Linked DNA regions of Mus musculus: region 2 is linked to region 1. A link is a contact called in public HiChIP or PLAC-seq data. All regions are on one chromosome and are shown on one strand. Each heading gives the region's core, a stretch centred on a gene start, on an enhancer-like site or on the middle of the called end of the contact. The rest is flanking DNA. Distances are from core to core; before and after follow the strand shown. Region 1 has its middle 210 kb from the start of Il12b. Region 2 has its middle 69 kb from the start of Il12b.

Evidence for each region. HiChIP or PLAC-seq counts read pairs in DNA pulled down with a chosen protein or histone mark.
Region 2: a contact with region 1 is called in an H3K27ac HiChIP or PLAC-seq map of VIP interneurons, with 2.8 times the contacts expected there. The contact joins two enhancer-like sites. A contact is called at or near these places in 7 of 484 Hi-C or Micro-C datasets (cerebral cortex, cortical neurons, embryonic stem cells and 1 more) and 3 of 115 datasets of contacts at active chromatin or transcription factors (VIP interneurons, bone marrow-derived dendritic cells and heart atrium).

The regions. Positions count from the first base shown.
Region 1 is chr11:44,192,764-44,195,463 of GRCm38.p6, forward strand. No RefSeq gene overlaps it. Among named protein-coding and RNA genes, the nearest start is that of Il12b, 210 kb to the right of the region's middle. Within about 2 kb of position 1,263, at least 2 of the 459 cell types and tissues checked have an H3K27ac peak or open chromatin away from gene starts, as enhancers often do. A contact at or near this core is called in VIP interneurons, where this site is marked.
Region 2 is chr11:44,329,636-44,332,481 of GRCm38.p6, forward strand. No RefSeq gene overlaps it. Among named protein-coding and RNA genes, the nearest start is that of Il12b, 69 kb to the right of the region's middle. Within about 2 kb of position 1,501, at least 5 of the 459 cell types and tissues checked have an H3K27ac peak or open chromatin away from gene starts, as enhancers often do. A contact at or near this core is called in VIP interneurons, where this site is marked.

The DNA.
Region 1 (2,700 bases), core at 13-2,512:
CCAGAGGCACATCAAACTGTAGAGTAAAGCACTCTGGGTAATAGTATATTATGAAAAATACTGGATTTAACTGAGGAATTTTCTTCGCGGCTGACTTCTAAACACACACACACACACACACACACACACACACACACTTCAGAAGGCTCCTGAGAAAAAGGCAAATGGGTACCTAAGAAGCAAGCCAGTAACTCATTAGCAGCTGCTATTCCATCTGGATAGGCATATGAGGTGTATTTTTCTCTTGGGGAAGAGAGCATAATGAGGGGTGAGGGACCAGGAAAGCTTCCTGGGAGAGACGATATAGGAAAAGACTGAGAAGGATAGGGTGGGGAAAGACATAGGGACACACAATATGCAGACACTGGAGGGTCTGGGGGCAAGGCTAGAGCCTTGAACAAAAACCAGACAATTGATGAGGAGAAAGAAGAGTGGGAAGGATGGGGAGACTTAAATGTTTTAGCTGTTGTCCATTTCCCCTCCTGCCTCCCTTCTGCTTCTTTTCTAGATCACACCACCCAGGCCCAGAAGGAAAACTACAGCAATTGATTTTTTTCCTCATCCTTGATATGTTGGGGGAGGAGAGGATATTTATGTTCCTAATATTCACATTAGTTCATTAATAAATTAAAATGATCTTATTACCCTAATTTGTTTCATGTGAGTATTATAAAATATGGAAGCCATTCTTCAGAACCTCTGGTGGGTATCACTTCATTTGGAAGTGTCTCCTGCAATCGATTCAATACAATCGCGTGCTATTTTACAGACTCCCATTGCTGTCCCATCTGTGGCTCACAATGATCAAAGTATTTCACGGTTAAATAAGCTTAGAGCTATAGTTTAGGTTTTACGTCCCGAAAGACCTGTGCACTAAAGACTTGGTCCTCGGGGTATCACTAGCTCCTGAGGAGGTGCTGAAAGTTCTAGAAGAGACTTTTGGGAGACTCTGAGTAATCTAAGTGTATGCCACTAAATGGGATAGGGGCACCAAAGCCTCTCTTTCCTTTTCTCTCCTTTTTGCTGTGGCTTGCTTAATGCCTGCCTGGTGATAATGCCATTTTGTGCGACTGTGAAATCCCTCCAACCATCCGATACCTCCCTCCTAACCGTAATGGCCCATCTGGTCCTGGACTGGGACTTGTTAAGCTACCATTTATTCTCTATAAGTTAACCTTCTCAGGAATCTTGTTATAGTGACTGAGCACAGGAAATGCTGACACACATGTTCAGTCCTATTGGTTCCTCTTCGAGCAGTCTTATTTGCATATAATCATATAATACACGCTGGCAAGGGCAGCTCATTTTGCTATCAGGAAGCTCTCTTGTGCTAAGATTAAGTTCTCTAACTTTAGCCCAGATCAAAATCAATGGTGGATTTGTTAACTCGGCCTCACTGGGCCGTATTCCCAGAGTTTCGGCTCAGCAACTGTAGAGGATCGTCTGTGACTGATCTACTGGCCTAGACTACACTGGAGAATCCCAGGCCTGATCTATCTCCCTTCTCAAATTTCCATTTCTCTTCTCTAATTCCCAGAATACCCAAGTAAGCCTAGTTCCTTTATCAGCCCACACAGCATTCAACACTCAAGCTTTCCTTATTAATAGAAGCATCATAGGAGAACTCTGTGGTCAGTCACAATTTCCGTGTTTTTTTTCCAGTGGTTTAAACAGCCTAGCAACTCAATTTGCCTGCATTAGAGGGTTGTGGGTTGATTGATTGGCATGGAGAGATTGCTATGTAATTGTTACAGACTATTCCTAGTATCATTTATTCAGAATAAAAGCCTTGAGAGATCACCTTGCCTTCTGGCAGGGAGGGCCTCCAAGGTAAGCTGTAAGGATGCTTTAGCCCTGTTGTCTATGTTACCAGACCTCCACAGAAACCAGAGTCAGGAAAAGAACATTAGTTTGCTTAGAGCAAAGTGTTTCTGGAATTTTTCATGCGCAGGTCTGATGACGCTTATGGTTTTATACATGCCTCTGGAAAAAAATGCATTTACCAAATGGAGTGGTGGGTATTATCACTAAAGAGCAGAGATTCAATCATGGAATAAAGCGATCTGACAAGAAATATGAGTAAAGCCAGTATGCTCCAGTACACATCTTTAGATATCCTGACAATGTTGAATAGCACTGGTCTGAAGTACTGGGAATGAACAGGGACTTAGATGATAGAAATTCTTCAGAGTTTGAGAACTTAGTGGTGGGATCTGCGATGGTTAATGTCAATTGTCAATATGACAAAACCCCAAGTGATCAACCTTCAGGCATGCTTGTCGGGGAATTGGCTTGATTCTGTGGATGAAGGTGGGAAGACCCAACCACAGTGTAGAGAGCACCGTTCCCTAGATGGAATCCTGGATTATCTAAGAGTTGGGAAACTGATACAAATTCCCACATGCATGCACTCATAGCTGTTTACTTCTCTATACTGGGACCAGCATCTTCAAGCTCCTGGTGTCTTGACTTCTGTTCCATGATGGGCTGTACCCTGGTGAACCAGACAAACCTTTTCTTTTTTGGGTTGCTTTTGTCTGAGTATTTTATCACAGCAACAGAAAATAAAGTAAGGCAAGTCTAAATTTTAAAAACGTATGTATAAGCACAATTATATAGCCAGAAAGTAACTTTAAATTGTACATACTTTGACAGAGTCTCACACAGCCAAGAATGACCTCAAGCTGTGTGGCCAAAGAT
Region 2 (2,846 bases), core at 251-2,750, 140 kb after region 1:
AAATAAATCTGGGTGTGGTGCACAGACACAGTCTTTTGTCAACATCTTAAACCTTGGGAATTATTCCAGCTGTCTGTGGATTAGATTGTGGGTAGATCGAGCCCACACTCACAAGACTGAAACAAGATGACTGCAGCACATCTAAGGCCAGCCTTGGCTAGCGTGGGCTAGAGTGTAGCACTGCTTCAAAAGAGAAGAGAAGAAGGGAGAAGGGAGAAAGAAAAAAGAAAGGAGAGGAAAGGAAAGGGAACTCGTTCTGCTACCACAGTCCCACATCCCCGACATCGGAGCCCTGGCTGTGGCTGGGTGGCTGGCTGGCCTAGATCCTCCCAGGGGTTAGCAGTATTTTTCTTTATTGGTGATGGACATGAGACTCTGAGATGACTGCCACCCTGCAGAAGCTCTGGGGTTCTGTAGATGGCATTTCCTATCCTAACCCTGCCTCTAAGCCACTGCCCTTAGCCAAGGCTGCTGCCTTGCCATGTTTCAGTTTCCCCTTCCTCCAAGTGCAGTTCATGACAGGTAACTCCTCTGTCTTTTGATGTCCCTGAAACAGAGGCCACATCTCTCCCCTTGCCTTTGCTGCAGGCGTTTTCTTCCAGGCCTTCCCCTTCCTCATCTCTCCCTCCTGAACCCTTAGCAGACCCCAGAGATCTCCCCACATGACACCACGGTTCCAGATGTTCCCCAGTCTCTGTCACACATGGCTTCCTCCTCCTCGTAGTCTTCTGAAGGGATACAAAGCTATCCCACAAATGCCACCTTAAGAGCAAGTTATCATTTTGTCGCATGTTTGATTACTGGCCCCTTCTCCACAGCAAACATCAGAGTCACAGCTGGCTTTGGCTTCAGGTTTGTCGCTCCAGAGCTGTGTGTCCTAGGCATAGTTGTTGACATTCTCTGCCCCTCACTGTCCCCACGTGAAAAAGTGACATCATAAAACATCTCATAGGGTTCGTGGTAAGAAAGTGCACACAAGCCCTCCAGCACCGTGCCCAGCTCACTCTGTGTGTGCAGTAGTTATGCTAATTGGCACCGCCATTAGCTCTAATAGTTTTGTGTCTCCAGAGGCTGATACTTGAAGCTCATTCCTCTCCAGTTCAATGAGCTTCTAAAATACAATTCTTGGGGTTGGCGATGGCCCTAAGGAGATGCAACCCTCACAGGCTTTGCACAGCTCCTCTCCAGCATCTCTGGACAGAAGAGAGACAAAGGGAAGGATGAAGGATTCGATGGTGTTTCAAGGAGGGTCCATCCAGTCTTGACCATGAGCTGGGCTAACGCATGGAAAATGGCCAATATACACTGAAGGTTTTTCGAATGGTACCTAAGACCCTCAGGCATATCCTCCCTAGGATGCTCCTGACAAATGTGCAATGTCATCCCTCGCTTCTATTTCCTAGTCAGCACCTAATCAGGTGAATCACCCAGGGCTGCATAGCCAGAGCAAACAGTCCAGGTTCAAACCCCTGGCCAGCCTCACCCGAAGAGGTAGAGTGGGAGAAAGGGGGCACTTGCTCAGTCGCTAAAAGAACACACCCCCATGATGGGGCAGGAAAAGCAAGCCATGAAAATGTCCTGTTTTATTTATGGAAAATTAATTCAGCATGCAACTTCATTATATTGCCATTTCTCGAAACATTAACTCCCATCGATGCTGTGAATGTCTGGGAAGCTACAAAATGTCCTTTTTTTTTTTGAAAACCTCCTACTATCTGTAAACATCCAAATTTCAGACCAACCTAGATTTCCTTTTCTCTTCCCTTGACCAGTGGACTTTACATCTAGAAGGGTCCATGGGTCAGTGTGTCTTGAGGATGTTTCCCAGCAGCCTGTGAGCAGGAGGGGCAGAGAACACTTTAATCATTCGGTGAATTAACACCCCCTTTCCTCCCCCCCCCACCCCGCCCCTCGCTTTGGCTTTAAATGCCCAGCTACAGAATTATCGTCTCCAATCCTAGAAATGGTGGAGCAGTGTCTTTCTTTCTCTTGTCGGACATCGCCCTCTAGTGGTCAAGCCTATAAATGAGAAATAGAGAACCGAATGAACCTGAACCTATAGGGACCACTTCCCTCCCTCACTGCAGCTTTCTGTCTGCTCTCTCTTTTCTCTTTTTTCTTTTTTCTTTTTTCTTTTTTCTCTTTTCTTTTTTCTTTTTCCTCTTTTCTTTTTTTTAAATCACTGCTTAACAGCCTATTGTATGCCACGCAACAAGGAGTCCAGATGCATCAAGGATTCCCTGATGGTTAGTGACTGGCTTGCTGATGCCTACCCTGACAGTCTGAGGGGAATGGTCCAGATCTCAAGTCCCAGCTCTGTCCCTTAGAGCCTCAAGATCAAGCGTGTCAGTTCTACTTGCTAGACTTCTTTTTCTTACCCAGATTTCCCATTTCCAAAAGATATACTTTTACAAGTCTTCATTCTGTTTTCACGGCCAGCCCTGCGGGGCTTGGCTTTGACTCCTGGTTCTGACAGTGACCTACCTTATCACCTTGGGCAAACTGCTTAGCTGTTCTTAATATCTTTCTTCCCGACTGTGAAATGAGCACAATTCCTGACTTGCACACAATCATTCAAGTTCACGGCTGTGATGTAAGTGATATTCACCCTTGGGGGGTGGGGGGGCGGGGGGGGGGGGAGCTCACAAACATAGCCCACTGGCCCTTTCCCTTACTGAGTCAGGACTCTGAGGCACTTAACAAGCTGCCTAGGGGATTCCATCACATGGTAACCCCCAAGAACAAGTTCACTGGGCTGGACTGTGACTCTATAAACGTGGCTGTACTGAAAGGTGTGGTTGTGAAGGAGACTCCGAAGTTCAAGGTTATTCTTCACTGCTGAGTGA